Regions from separate parts of the Mus musculus genome. Here all the other regions are linked to region 3. Evidence: chromatin contacts called from public HiChIP or PLAC-seq data. All regions are on one chromosome and are shown on one strand. The core of a region is the stretch at or near the end of the contact, and the rest is flanking DNA. Distances in the headings are between cores, read along the strand shown.

Region 1 (4,660 bases), core at 1,194-3,693, 170 kb before region 3:
TCAGACATTAGCCTGAAATTCTCCAATGAGGCCAGACTGACTGGCCAGTGAGCCCTAGGGAGCTGCCTGCCTCTGCCTCCCTAGCACTGGGCACATAACGGTACCTTTGGCTTTTTTAAAAGTGTGTGTGTATGTGTGTGTGTGTATGTAATAGACAGAGAGACAGAGAGAGACAGAGAGACAGAGAGACAGAGAGACAGAGAGACAGAGAGAGACAGAGAGAGACAGAGAGAAAGATCCATGTTTGCATGTGTGTGCACACGTATCTGTGTGCATGGGAAAACCCAGAGTTGACACCAGATTTCTCCCTAGATTGTTCTCCATCTTATTTATTGAATCAGCATCTGCACCTGGAGCTCACAGTTCCAGCTAGGGTAGCTAGCAGTGCCTCCTGAGTTCTGGGATTAGAGGTGGCTTTTGCAAGAGGTCTGGGCACTGACGCTCCTGTCTTCGCGCTTCTGTGGTAAGCACTTTATCTACAGCCTACCTCTCCAAGCCTATGCCTGCCCCTCTCATGAATCCTGTGCATCACTCAGGTCCTTGTGCTTTACAGGCAAGTTCTTTATGGACTGAGCCCTCTCCCTGGCCCAAAAGTTATCGTTCGTAGACGGTTGCCAGTTCATCCTCACTAAGCATTTATGCTGGGCATGCTGGGCTTTACAGAAGCTGCTTAATTTTATTTTCAAATAGTTTTCTCCTTTCTCAGAGAGAACTTGGCAAGGGCTTGGTCCTGTTATGGTCAATTAGCCATGTATCTCTCTTGCCAACAAGAGTTGGCCTGTTGGGCTGGACTTGGGCACCAGATGCCACCTCCTGCTTGGCTGCCCTCTTGGTGACATCACCTATACCTGGAGTACCCAGTAGACAATGGGCTGGAAAGGAGTCTGACCAGCCAGGACCATGTCATTGGACACAGATCACTGCTGTTGAAGGAGTGGCTCAGCATTGAGGCTCCTCACAGCCTGCAGGCTTGACCCAAGAAGGCTCTTAACCATGTGACCTTTCTAACTACCACCGAGTCACATGCCTGGCTTCTCAGTGCTGCAAAGGTTAGCTAAGCCAGGGCTAGCGTTTCTATGATTTAAGTGTGATGAGGCAGGAGGAGAGAACCCAGCACCCAGAATGAGCCTCCAGCCTGAGGCAGAGCAGAACTCAATTTGTACACACAATCTGCCCATATGTGTGTCACCTTCATTCTGTTCAAACACAGCAGGCTAGGGAGGTTGCACTCTAGAATATAGTCATGAGGAGGCAAAGGAATGGGAGTGAATCTAGCTAAGTGGAGCTGCTGTATGGTTTTCCTTAGCCTTCCAAAGTGGTCTGGTCACATTGCATCTCCCCTGGGTGTTTTCCCATGGGGCTTTGTAGATCCACTTCCCACTGTCAAGATCAACCCTAGGATGCCATGAGCTCAGGGTCTCCTGACAAATAAATGCTCACGGTGTACTAGACTTGGGGCCAATGGAGCCAGGTTAGATTTGGCCTGTCTTCCAGGAGCTCTCAGATAACCAGTCTGTGGCCATAGTACCATGAGGATCCTGCTAGCTGAGCACAAAACTCCTGGGGAAGAAAGCACAGAACTTCCTGCCTAGAAGCTGTGTTTCGAATAGCTTAAAAACAGGTAGGCCGAGGGTGGTGGTCTTACCCAAAAGAAGCACCAAATCTGAAAAGCTGTGGACCACATGGCTACATGGTAGCAGGAGCTACCAGGTAGGAGGATGGAGCAGCTTGTGGCAGCAGAGAGGAGCTGCTCCTTAGCTTGCATTTGGTGATCGTGGGGAAAAGAGGATTTAAAATGGTTCTGTGGCTTTGACAGTGGGTACACGTTTAGGGCACAAAAGAGAGTTCAGTAATGAACATGCTGAACTCTGGACATCTAGGAGACATCATAGCATAGTTGAGAGGTCCAGAGTCCAGGACAAGGCATCTTTAATTAAGGACGAGAGTCTGGGTCCAATAGCCACAGAGTTACAATAGGAAAGAGAGCAGGTAAGCAGGGGGAGACTGAGTCTCCATTTCCACTTGAATGTGATGAGGGCCAGCCCATCTGACTATAGGAGGAAGGTGTGGACTTAGCAACCCTAGTACCTGTTGCTCCATAGGGAAAGACCCAGGAAACAAGGAAAAGTTAAAGAAATGGGTGAGTCTGCCAACTAATGAATCATCATTCATTCCCCTGAAGCCACTCAGCTTGAAAAGAATTTACTGGAAACCAACTTGTTGAAGGATCAGTTTCCCTGGTGAGGACTCCCTGGAATTTACCCAAAAGTTGTTTGGGTTAATTACTTTAACAATGATCATCATGTTTGCCCGCTGGTTCCCACAAGCCTTCAGATTCCCCCTGCGTGGTTTTCTACCTTACAATCAGTTTCATTTCACTGTCTTAGGCATATTCTCACTAGTCACCCAGCTATTGATCTTTCAGCCCATGTCAATCTTTTGAGTGTTTCTTTATTTAGAGAGTGATGGACTTCCTGAGCTCATGAAATTATGTGTGTGTGTGTGTGCCCATGTGCGTGCGCTTGCACGTGTGCACTAGTGGCTGGGTTTTCCTCAACTGCATTTTCTGTCAATTGTAATTTGAAAGACAGGGCTCTAAATTGGACAACTGCTCCCACTTTGGGATTTTTGTCATTGGGGAAATTGTCATAAATATGTGAAAATTAACACTGCAGGAAAAAAAAAACGTTGAGTTGGCTGCCTGCCAAACCTCTCAGGGAAACACAGAGCGGATACAGACGGGTGTTAGATGGCCCTCGCTGGACAAAGCTATCTTTTCTGCAAAGCAGAGGTTAAAGTTGGAAAAGCCTCGTGAATTGTCAGAACCTTTATATATGACAATGGAAGAGAAGTCCGCTCTAGAAATGGGAACCACATGCCAAATAACTGATTTTTTAAAAAAGTTACAGGGTAGAGAATCCCCAAATGAAATATTTCTACTAGATAAATACTAAGGCCTCGTCAGAGAAAAGAAAGACTCCTGAACAGAAATTTGCTAGGATCGTGTTATTGTGCATCTTGAAAACAGGCAGGGCAGAGAAGTTGGGATTTGCTAGCCTGCAGGATTTGGCTTCAGAAAAGTAATTTTTAGTGTCCCGGGTTGCTTTTGTTTTTAAAACACAGTCACTTCCAAACATGGCTTTAGGAAACTTTTCTGAGAATCACACCTTTTCTGAGAGGGACTGACTGCACACTGGGGAGGCTTAGGAAACAGAAGTGACCTAGAATCTAGATTTTGCAGGAAATCAGAGGAGGCCAGTTATGCAGATTATGTGGAGGCCTGTACAGCGCTGGAGGCTGCAGAGAGCACCTTTCGCTGGGAAGGGTGAGGTCATCTGAGGACAGAGGAAAAACGAAGAGGAAGTGCCCTCTGGAGCTGGGAAGGTGCTGGGGCTAAGGAGGAGTGCACTGGGGAGGGTGGGGGCGGGGGCTTGGAAAGGGATTCTCTCCAGCGCCATTTCTATAGCCTGAGCTGCACTAGCGTAAACAGGGGCCGTGGGCATACGGCGGTAAGACTGGGATTCCACGGCCAGGAAGCAAGCACTAACCACGGGAAGTGTTGGGAGGCAGAATGTCTAGAAGCAGGCGAAGGAGGGAGAGTGCCCTTGGCAACGGGGAGATAATGAGCGCTCCTCACAGTCCAGGAACTGGTCTGCTTAGAGATAAGCAAGGAGGCCAGGAAGAGAATCCCAAGGGCCCCAAGGCATGTGAGGTAGCACAATGCTGGGTTTCAGGTGTGGCTTTGGGGTTTGAACAGGGAGAAAAGCCTGCTCGGCACCATTCTGTCCCTGAGGCCATAACTGTCCCATCACATTCTTCTCACAAAGGAAGGTGAGGCTCGAAACCACTCTCCATCACCTAGTATCCCCATCCCTTGTCCTGTCCCTCCTCATCCCTGCCTGGCTGGCAATTAACACAGTACACCCCAGGAACCTACTCCGTTTCTGGGCAGATATGGTTATTCATCCAGGAAGGAGAACGAATTAACCTGTTTCCGTTTCCCCAGCGCCCGTCTATCTCCCTCCCATTCCTAGGAGGCCGCCCTCCTCCTTCCCACACCCGCTTCTACCCAGAGGCAGCAGGAAGCCTCTCTGCAGGGATACTAGCTGGGGATCTCCCGGCTGGAAGCACCTGCTTTGCTGCAGCCTGGGGCACTGTGACCCCTGGGGATGCAGCTCAGAAAGCCCCTATTAAAATGCTAATGCAGCACCTGGAAGGGTGAAGCCTCAAGGCAGCCTCCTATCTCGGTGCCTGAGCTTCCTCCTGTATGACTAGCCGGGGATAGAACACCCTGTGGGTATGGCGGATGTCTTGACATCAGGTACCAACCCAGCATTCTGCTAAACTCTATGTTTGAGTTCCATAGCAGTCAGGCTTAAGCTTGGGCGCCTCTCAGGACAGCAGGTCTTAAAGAGTCTGGCGTCTCCCTATCCCAGGCCCTCCCTAAACACAGTATTATTCGGGGCCCAGTGTCTCACTTTTCTCAAGACACCTCAGCACCCCCACAGCTGTCCATGTAAGATGTGGTCACCTTCAGTCTGTCACTTCAGAGAAGTGGGGATCTCCATGTTAGGCTTCAAACCCAGGACCCCTAACGCTAGCCCTGTTAATATACAGGCAATTCCACTTGGCCTACTCTCGGAGACCTAGCAACTGCTTA
Region 2 (4,863 bases), core at 560-3,059, 130 kb after region 3:
TGAGCAAAAGGCAGCCCAGCTGAGAGTGAGGCTGACCAGAGCCTGCAAGCAGAGTCAGGAAGCAAGACCGGATTCCTCACTTATCGGATCTTCCAGGCGGAATCAAGCGCCTGCTCCTGCTGAAACGGAACAGCTGCTACCCTCAGTATCAGACAGGGATGCTTAGGAAATCTGGCTCTGGCCACATGGAAAACCTCGCTGCGGTTTTGAACCATCTCCAAGTCTTTGCTGATATAACGAAAGGAAGAAATGTGTATGCATCGAGGTAATCCCACCCTACCTCCCCCAAAAGAAATCTCTCTCTGAAAATGACCAGGAAGCAACAGTGGAACCCTGGTGTTCTACTCTTTTGCCTCTTGGAACGGACACAGCCCCTTCAATGGTGACAGCCCCTTCAATGGTGCTGCTGACAAGCATGGGTGAGTGTGAGCCTCATGCCAGGAAGTATCTGGCACAGACACTCAGTTAATCCCACAAGTCCATATTTTATCATCCCCATCTCTAATGTTCAGATGAGGATAGTGAAGTACAAATATGGACTGTAATTAGAAACACAAGAGGCAGTGAAATGCATCAAGCACCTAGACCTATGTTTGCTCCTCGGTACCAACTGAAAAGATAAAATAATACTGTTTAAAAGCTGAGTGCAATGGCCTTGGAATCACAGCACTTCAGAGGCAGAGGCAGTATGGGTAGTACCCTGGGGTGCTCATTGTCCAGCCAACCTAGCCTGCTTTGTAGGCTCTAAGCCAATGAAGACCGCATCTTAGAAGTAACAAAAGAATGGGCTGGAGAGTTGGCTCAGTGGTTAAGAGCTGCTCTTCCAAAAGACCTGGAATTGGCTCCCAGCACCTACATGGAAGCTAAGAGCCATCTGTAACTCCAGTTCTAAGAGATATGACATCTTCTTCTGACCTCCAAGGACACTGCATACACATGGCACACAGACAGACAGACAGACAGATGACAGACAAAACACCCATAAAACCCACATTAAAAAAATGAAAACAGTAACAAAACAAGAAAAGGCTTGAAGAAGAATACCAAAAGCTGTCCTCTGGGCTCCATGTACACACACACACGTATGTCTGCACACACTAGAGTGTGCGCACACATAAAATCTTGGTACCCTGATAATTCCTACCTCAGTAGGTAGCAGAGCTGGGCTTTGTCTCCCTTCATCTCTGCACTATTCCAGCTCCTGATGTCACAGTCAAAATCACCCCATAAGCTACCCAGGTTCATATCTGCAAGACCAGTTGTCTCCTGGTCGAATAGTCTTAGGGAATTCGTGTCTGATGTAAATAATCTATGTACAGAGATGCAAAATGTGTATTCCACTGGGGGAAAAATTGAATTCAGTTTGATTACCTCACAGGTTAACATTTTCAGGAAAGTAACCACAAATACAAAATTTCATCAAGTAGAAATAATGTTCTTTTTAAGAGGTTCATATATATTCTGGAAAGTTCAATTCAACCACAGCCTAAATCCTGCTGTTTATTCTACAATAATGGTCAGGCCCAGAAAAAGGTTTCCCCTTGACAAAAGCCTTTGAAGAGGAGGCTTGCCAGTGAAAGAAAACATCTGTAGTGGGGTTGCTAACCACTGCTCCACACGGTACCCAGAGGAGGGAATCCCCCAAGCCATGATGCTACTCCTACTACCAAGTGGTTCATCAGAGATCTGGGGGCAACGGTCCCATGAGCTGGACCAGTTATCTTGGTATCAAGAGGTTCCCAGACCACCTTTGGGTGCTAAAGTCATATTTGCATTCAATCCACAAACACCACCCTGTGTACTTTAAATCACACAGATGACTCATACCACATAATACAATGCGGAAGCCGTGCAAGTGGCTGTTGGACCATATTGTTTAAAGAATGATGAGAAAATAAATCTGTAACTGTTTAGTACAAATGCATTTCTTTCACAAGTTGAATCCATGTGTGCAGAACCCTTGAATATAGAAGGCCAACTGTGCTATCAAGAGCTCTCCTCTCCTTACTATCTAGTGCATCCTAGAGGTAGACTAGTGGGCATGAATATTTCATGCTTTTAAGGGCTGGGATGGCTCTGGAAACACAGATGTAAAGTCCCCCAAAGCCATGGACTTGAACTGATTCCCAATGGAAAGAGCTACACTGAGGTTATAGTTTCTCTCCTTCAAAGGATAGACTCCATATCACTGTGGAGGTTTGTAAACAGCAGCCATCGAGGGCAATGAAGAGAGACGCATGCAATTTGGAGCAAGGTAGTGGTCATTTGCATCATGATTAGCAAGTACCTTACTTTCTTGTATACAATCTATTATTGCTACCTTTCTCAAATCCCCCTTCTCTGGGTACAGTGACAGAGCCAGCTCACTCAAAGTTCACAACCACAAATGGAATCCTTGTTTCTGTGCTCAGACTAAAATGTCTGAGTTTCACAGGATAATGGATGAGGAGAAAAATAAAGACAGATACCATAGTTGTTCAGTGTGCAGATCAGGGGACACTGTACCTAAGAGATCAGACATAGTTTTCTCAGGAATAGCATCCCAGGGGAGGGCACCCAGGTGAACGTCAGGTACAGCCTGATAAGTATCCCTCGTGTGGAAGAAAGCCACAGGTTCCTGTATAACAAATCAGGGTAAAGGACATAAATCCTATTGGGATTCACAGTCACAATTCGCAGTCACAATTCGAAATCACAGTTCCCTCCTTTGCTCAGCACTCTCCTGTGGGTGACCCAGTCACGACCAATCAAGTTCTTGAGGCAACTGTGAAAGTGTGGCATCAGGTGCTGACTATCTAGTGGGCGGCTGTCCAGCCTCAGACAGTTTGGATCTACAGGCCTTGCCTTGAGAGACCTCCTGGGCCTAATTCCACTGGGTAGGGAGCTTTCTTGAGCCTAACTTTCAGGCTAGTTAGGATTCCTGGTTTCTTCCAATTCATTGTTTTTGGTGGTGGTGGTAGTGGTGGTGGTTATAATGTTTTGTTCTGGACAGTACTGGGGATTGAACCTAGAACCTCATACACGCTGGGCAAGTATTCTGCCCCTGAGCTATAGTCTTAGTATTCTTTTGACTTTATATTTTAAGATAAGGCCTCACTAAGATCTCCAATCTAATACAGGTCTTCAACTTGCAATTCTACTGCCTCAACATCCCAAGTAGTTCTTGCCCCACTAGGGGCTACTGTTAGATTTACTTAAATTAGCATAGTGATCCTTTCTCTTTAGCTGACACAGGACATTAGTCTCATAGGTGGCACCAGATGCTGGTACCAGGGGAAAGGTGTTCTAGGGATATTTCTACCTATGGATGACCAGTGCCCCACCCCCCATGGTCGCAGCTCCCTCATGCCCTGCCTCATTCAGTTCACAAAGCATGTTTTCAAACACAGAATCATTTCCAAGCCAGCCTCCACTCCGTTTCTTCTTTGTGGATGTTGCCTATACAACTTTCAGCCTTTCACATATTGTGTGGAGTGTCTCTCTGAAATATGATTCTCCTTTTATTTCCTTTGCCTCAACTTCTGGCATGTACAAGTTTCTCTTTCTCTCTTTTTAAACAAGCTAAGAAAGTCAATCTGAGGGAATGTTTTTGAGATTTTTCTTTACCCAAACCTGATTGATGTATGCTACAAAAACACCAAGATTCTTCAAGCAAGCTCTGCACCGGGGAGAGAAAATCCAACAATACAGCTGCCAACACCCTTCAAAGATTGTTTTTCAAGTCCCTCGCTCCCAACAGTCCTCAGTGGGTTAAACCAGGTTGCAGACTTCACTACAGACCAGATTTCTTTCCAACACTTTATGGACCTTGCTCCTCCTCTGGCCGGCACTGACTGACAGCATCATGATGATTCCTCTCTCAAGCATCTGGCTCTGCAACTTGATTATTTCCATTTTTATTTTTTTTAACCTACTGACAACTGCCACGCATGTGCAGCTGGGACCTCCCAGTCTCCCTTCCATGGGCTCCGTGGGCTCTGCGGGCTCCATGGGCTTGACTCCTCCATGGCCAGGACACCCACAGCAGGCACTCAGGCTTCTGCATGATGTAGAATAATTCTGACCCAACCCTCCAATGGCAATCAAATCTGTCCTCAGCCAGGGCCCTGTTTATTGTTGCTAGAGAGGAATGCGGGAGAGGGACGGAAGAGAGACTTTGTCTTAGGGAAATATTGCATAGGATAGCATGCTGCTCTGAGAGGCAAAAAGATGGAGAGATGACCCTTGCTTCTGCAGTTGTCCTTGCATTAAAGCCACCTTTGTGCTATGGTGGCACTATACTATCTATTAACAGAACGAGGAAGGGACTAGGTAAATGGACTAGTGAATAAATGCAAGTATAAGGACCGGCATTCAGAGATCCAGGCTGCCCGTGTCAGCCAGCCTATAATTCCAACACTCAGGAGGTTGATACAGGGGCTCTTCCAGAGCAAGCTCGCTAGCTACTCAAGCCCATAGCATCAGTATCTGGGTTCAACTGAGAGACCTGGCCTCAAAGAACAAAGCAGAGCTGCCAAGGAAAACATCTAAAGCCAACATTGTACATGCATATACACCATTATCCACATGAGCCCACACACATTAGGAACATACACACTACACACACCTGCACATTAAAAAGTAAAATTTAAATAAATAAAATTTAGAGGAGTAGGTAATACTTGAGTGTAAGAAGGCCCTAGGGACTTTACAGAGCAAAGGACAACATACACAGAGACATACACACACACACAGACATACACACATAGACATACCTACACAGAAACATACGTATACACACAGATAGGTAGATATAGATATAGGTATAGGTATAGATATAGATATATACACTAAGATATGTACACACAGATACACACATATATA
Region 3 (4,725 bases), core at 1,186-3,685:
TTTAAGCTGTAATTATTTGTTTAATACTTTCAGAAGTGAAAATTCAACCATAATATAATTCTGTATAGAAGACTTAGGGGGGGAAGTGTAATTTAAATTCTCCTTTCAAAGATCAAAACCGTGAGCTTGGAGACCTTTCAGAGCAGGAACCTGGATGAAATGCAGAAGTTCAGGTGCTTTTAACCAAAACCTGTTTCAGATACCAGGTGAACAGGTTGTTCTCTGAAGTTTGAAAAGAAACCAGACAGTGAAGTGGTTAATGAGGCCGGGAGGGAGCGCAGAGACTCCTCTGCGTGTATTTCCATCACAACATAAACAGCAGAATAAAAAAAAGAGAGAGAGAAACCTGCAAAAGGAACTCTCCAGTGGTCTCACATCACCGAACAAACTGTTTTTCTACCTATTTTGTGTTGCGGGCTTTTGTTATCAACCCAATCGGCAAATTGTGGCCAATTTTGTCATGGTGTAAGCAGACATTTTGTTCCCAAACTGTTTTCAACATTTTTGCTACCAATTACAGTCAATGAGAAAATGAAGAAGCCACAATGCAAACAGAAAGGGTACTTCATCTGCACCCAACGAACCCCTTTTAAGGTTAAAGATGCATAGATGAGAACACTGGTGTATATTTTTTAAAACAGAACTCTAGTAAATTCATATTCTGAAACAATCTAGTAAGCCTTTTGTGTGTGTGTGGTGGGGGGGGAATCATTAATGATTAATCTGCTGATTGGATTTTTGAAACCAGCAAGGAGACATTCTCCTGTCTAACCACGCTGAGACACTAAGACTGCCTCATTTAATGACATGCTGTATCATTATTAATTTACAAAAAATTACAGAAACAAGATAAAGCTTGAAAATGCAGATGAGACTCCCTGGGAGTCAAATGAATTAAACCGAGGTAAAAGAAAAATAATAATGAAAAAAAAATCACCAGTTAAGCTGTTATTTACTACTGAAAATAAGCGACGCCCACGGAGTTCAAGCAATATATTAATATTGAAACCAAACGGCAGCCTTACACCACAAATCATTTCATTAAAAACAAATAAAGAATGGCACCTAGATAAAATGAAAACGCAAGGCTTTATATGATAAGAAGTTAAATATTAAGATCAGGACCCGATGGAAAGAAAGCTGGCCTGGGTTTTCTTTCTGCCTCGTTGTTTTTGTTGTGGTTGTTGTTGCTGTTGTTCTGTGTATCACTACAAGACACCGACAGCAGAGGACCCTTTCCTAAAGATTCAGGAATGGCTTGGAAGGCGAGCAGAATGTGAGTCCAGGAAACCCTGCTTGTCGCCGTCCCTCAGGTCTGAAGGCACAGCAATGTGTACATTTTTAGCCCTTTAAAATACCAGCATGCCCACACACTGCCTCAGATTAAACCAAGGAGAAAATGACACATTCTGAAACTATTTTCTACAGCTACTTTCCTGATAACACTGAGGCGCTTACAATCGAATTAATGAGTTCTTCAAAGCCCAAACAATTGTCTACAGAGAGACACAACCGTTCACTGCAGCCTGCACATCACTCTCGGGTCTCCAGGCAATTCTGCAAGTATTAATCTTTGTTATTTGTGTTCAGAAAAATTCAGGGTTACACATCTATTTCAGACAAAGACGCTGCTCGTTGTTCTGGATAGTTAAATTGAGGAACACTTTGAAAAAAAAAAAACCCACAGAAACACCACAGTGCTTCCCTGACCTCAGACAATCTAGGAATTGGTGGATTCTTGTCCCTTGTGCCTAGGCACAACCTGTTCACATTTGAAATTTCTTTTAGTAGCAAAGAGAGGAAACACCCACAGAGTCCAAGGAGTCGTTGTTTCTTTAGAAAGTCAATTTCTGCACAAACAGCCACCCAGAAATAAACAGAGGAGGTCCCAAACCAAACAGCAAAAAACTCAGGAGGATGGCTGCACAAAGAGATTGTCAGAATGCTTAGCAGAAGGAATTTTTATTTGTGATCGAGCTAAAAGATTCCCAGTGACAGGTCGACACTGCTTCTGGTGATGTGGAACGGATGCGAACACCAGTGAGTTAATATCTTCCATTCATGAGTGATGTTTAGCAACCTGCCTGAAATTCAGAAACGCTTCTTGCTCTAGTTCTCTCAGCCCTTTCGAGACTGCGTCCCACCAAGCAAGCAGTCTGCCTCGTGGAAGACACCATCGATGAACAAAAGACAGAGGAACTTAACAATGCTGTAGTTTACAAGTGACAGGGAATTTCAAGACAAAAGAGGTCACTGGTGTTTGTCATTTTCGGGGAGTGTCTGGTGAGAATTTGACTTTAGAATACTCTCCCTGTCCTCACTTAGCAAAACTGGGCACTCAAACTCAGAAGAAGCCTGCCAGGAGCACCTACCGCCCTCTGTAAAACCACACCCAGCCCCACCGCCCCGTGTGAGACTTGGGAAATGATGATGGTTTTAGTCATCTGGAAAAAAAAGCACAGCATGACATGGGTTTGAAGGCTTTTCTTCAGAACCTCGGTCCTTGTCACCCTGCTTCACCACAACAGAAAAGCTCAAGTTCACACTCCACTCTGCTTGTGACCCGGGAATTTCTTAAGAGCAGGGTGGTTACACAGCCCCGAGCTCTTCCTGAATAAATGGTCAAGATTTTATCTTAAAAAAAAAAAATCCCATTTTTTGGGAAAGTATATATAAACGTAAAAGCTCCCCTGTATCAAAAATTAATGTTTTAGCACAATTATTTGACATGTAACCTAGCTGACTTCTTGTTATTTTTTCCACACACACAACTTGAACTTGTTAACACCAAAACTTTTTAAACTTTGTTTTGTTTTAAAGACATACATATGTATAAATAAAATGTGGTTTACCCTTACGTTTACCCTTTTGTTTGACGTCAAGTTATCATTTATAAAATGATGATAATAATTTTGCTAAAACAATGTGTGTTTAGAGGTTAGACTGGCTCAGATATAGAGTTGGGTATAGATATTATGTTCTTTCTTTCTTTCTTTCTCTCTTTTTTCTTTCTTTCTTTTTTTTATGAGATTTTTAAAAATAAAAGTCTATAAATAGCTGCAACTGAGAGACAGGAGCCAGACTAGACAAATGTCAGAAAAGCCCCCGAGTCAGGATGCTTATCCTAGAAGCTAGGGTCTCAAAGCACTGCACTGTTTGTTTGTTTTTCTACAGAGAAGAAAATAAAATTGATTTTCAGTGAAACATTAAATACATAACAAGCAGGAGTTTGAAATACATGTAAGATTAATTTATGAGGAAAGGCACATTATACTCCTGCAGCCTGCCCCTGACCCAGCTCGCTGGTGCCTCTCACCGTGCATCTGCATAGCAAACAGGTTGGCTCTGGTGGTAAACTCAAGAGTATGGCTAAGCTGAAGGGTGGATCTGTTACCCCAAGTCAAAGGCACTGTGAATGTCCCTGGACCCTGGAGAGTGGAGCATGCTTCTGAGAGTCACCTAGCCCTTTCATTGATGATAGCTGGAAAGCTGGGGCTTAATTAGCTGTAGGGTGCCAACCAATCTCTTTATCAAAGCCAGCTGAAAGCAAAACTGAGAGACACAGCTTGTGGTTTCACAAAAAATGTATTTACATGAAGAGTATTTTAAAGGGGGTTCGATGCCCAGGCACGATGCCATCTGTGATGTGTGGTGAATTTGACATTTAAAGATATCAGAGGTTGTCAGATGTACCTGCCTCCAGTCTATACTTAGCTGACATGCTACCGCCCCTGCCAGCAAGCCTTGTTTTGCTGAGTTCCAACTTAGAAAAAAGACTCAACCTTATTTATTTCACACCAATCCTCTCATAGTCTCTTACTTACTTCCTCGCCTAAGATCTGTTTGGAAGGAAGTGGAGCCGTGGGTGACCAGGGGAAGAAAAGCCGACTTTCATGTTGTTACAGGGATGCTGGCAGGGGGACCAAACCATAGATTCCAGAGTTGGTGGACAGAGTTATAAATGACAGTGGTGTTCCTCCATCGTGGCTCACCTCCTCACCCCAAATTGTCTAGGAAAGAGCCATCTTTCCTATCTGCCAAGGCATCTCTCCTTGACTTTTAAAAATGGCTCATGGTGTCTGGAGAAACCCCAGGTGACCCCAAACATTTAACATCACTTATAACTGCATCAACAGAAATTACACCATATGAAGAGCCATATAAGTCCCTGATAAACACTGGCTTTAGGGACTCTTCAATGGGGGAACTCAGATCTCAGAGGCCCTGGATCAGTGTGCAGCAACTAAGAATGAAGGCAGCCTGCTTTATCACAAGAAGTCAGAGTGACTCGCCGCTAACTCACCGCCAGTCGAGTGATGTTTGGGAAATGTGTGAGTCACTGTCCCCTCATTTTGAAGGGTCATTTCCCTGGTTAATTTGTTGGGAATGAAACTTGAGCCAGAATATACATCAGGATAAACCCCCAAAACCCCAAATAGAATTCCTACCCTGTAACCAACAACACCCTGCCTGTCAGAGCCTCATCCCTGGGATGTACAGATACTTCAGGCAGAAGGGACATGGTCCTTCAGGCTCCTCACAGCCCTTCTCTTTTCCTTTCAGCTGTGGAGGTTGAGGGATACTGACCCAGGACCTTAACACAAGCAAGGGTTTATGTGCAGTGGCTGCGTGGCTTTCAACCGATGTAAGAGAGAGTATTTTACAAAACTGTGCTAACTTGTTTCTAAAGATTTTTTATTTTTCAAAAAGTCTCTTCTCTGAACC

What was found. HiChIP or PLAC-seq counts read pairs in DNA pulled down with a chosen protein or histone mark.
Region 1: a contact with region 3 is called in a FOXA1 HiChIP or PLAC-seq map of pancreatic cancer cells. The contact joins two enhancer-like sites. A contact is called at or near these places in 1 of 39 promoter capture datasets (the C10 cell line), 7 of 484 Hi-C or Micro-C datasets (3T3-L1-derived adipocytes, the Patski cell line, embryonic stem cells and 3 more), 12 of 115 datasets of contacts at active chromatin or transcription factors (the 230-238 cell line, CD8 T cells, a colorectal cancer cell line and 6 more) and 2 of 9 other capture datasets (bone marrow-derived macrophages and embryonic stem cells).
Region 2: a contact with region 3 is called in a FOXA1 HiChIP or PLAC-seq map of pancreatic cancer cells. The contact joins two enhancer-like sites. A contact is called at or near these places in 1 of 484 Hi-C or Micro-C datasets (nephron progenitors) and 3 of 115 datasets of contacts at active chromatin or transcription factors (CD8 T cells, memory CD8 T cells and pancreatic cancer cells).

What each region holds. Positions count from the first base shown.
Region 1 is chr2:128,207,883-128,212,542 of GRCm38.p6, forward strand. No RefSeq gene overlaps it. Among named protein-coding and RNA genes, the nearest start is that of Gm14009, 40 kb to the left of the region's middle. Within about 2 kb of position 2,444, at least 76 of the 459 cell types and tissues checked have an H3K27ac peak or open chromatin away from gene starts, as enhancers often do. A contact at or near this core is called in pancreatic cancer cells, where this site is marked.
Region 2 is chr2:128,507,677-128,512,539 of GRCm38.p6, forward strand. The region is part of intron 1 of Gm39928 (a long non-coding RNA gene); the gene reads right to left. Among named protein-coding and RNA genes, the nearest start is that of Gm39927, 12 kb to the right of the region's middle. Within about 2 kb of position 1,810, at least 8 of the 459 cell types and tissues checked have an H3K27ac peak or open chromatin away from gene starts, as enhancers often do. A contact at or near this core is called in pancreatic cancer cells, where this site is marked.
Region 3 is chr2:128,378,371-128,383,095 of GRCm38.p6, forward strand. All of the region lies in intron 1 of Morrbid (myeloid RNA regulator of BCL2L11 induced cell death), which reads right to left. Among named protein-coding and RNA genes, the nearest start is that of Gm14010, 42 kb to the right of the region's middle. Within about 2 kb of position 2,436, at least 58 of the 459 cell types and tissues checked have an H3K27ac peak or open chromatin away from gene starts, as enhancers often do. A contact at or near this core is called in pancreatic cancer cells, where this site is marked.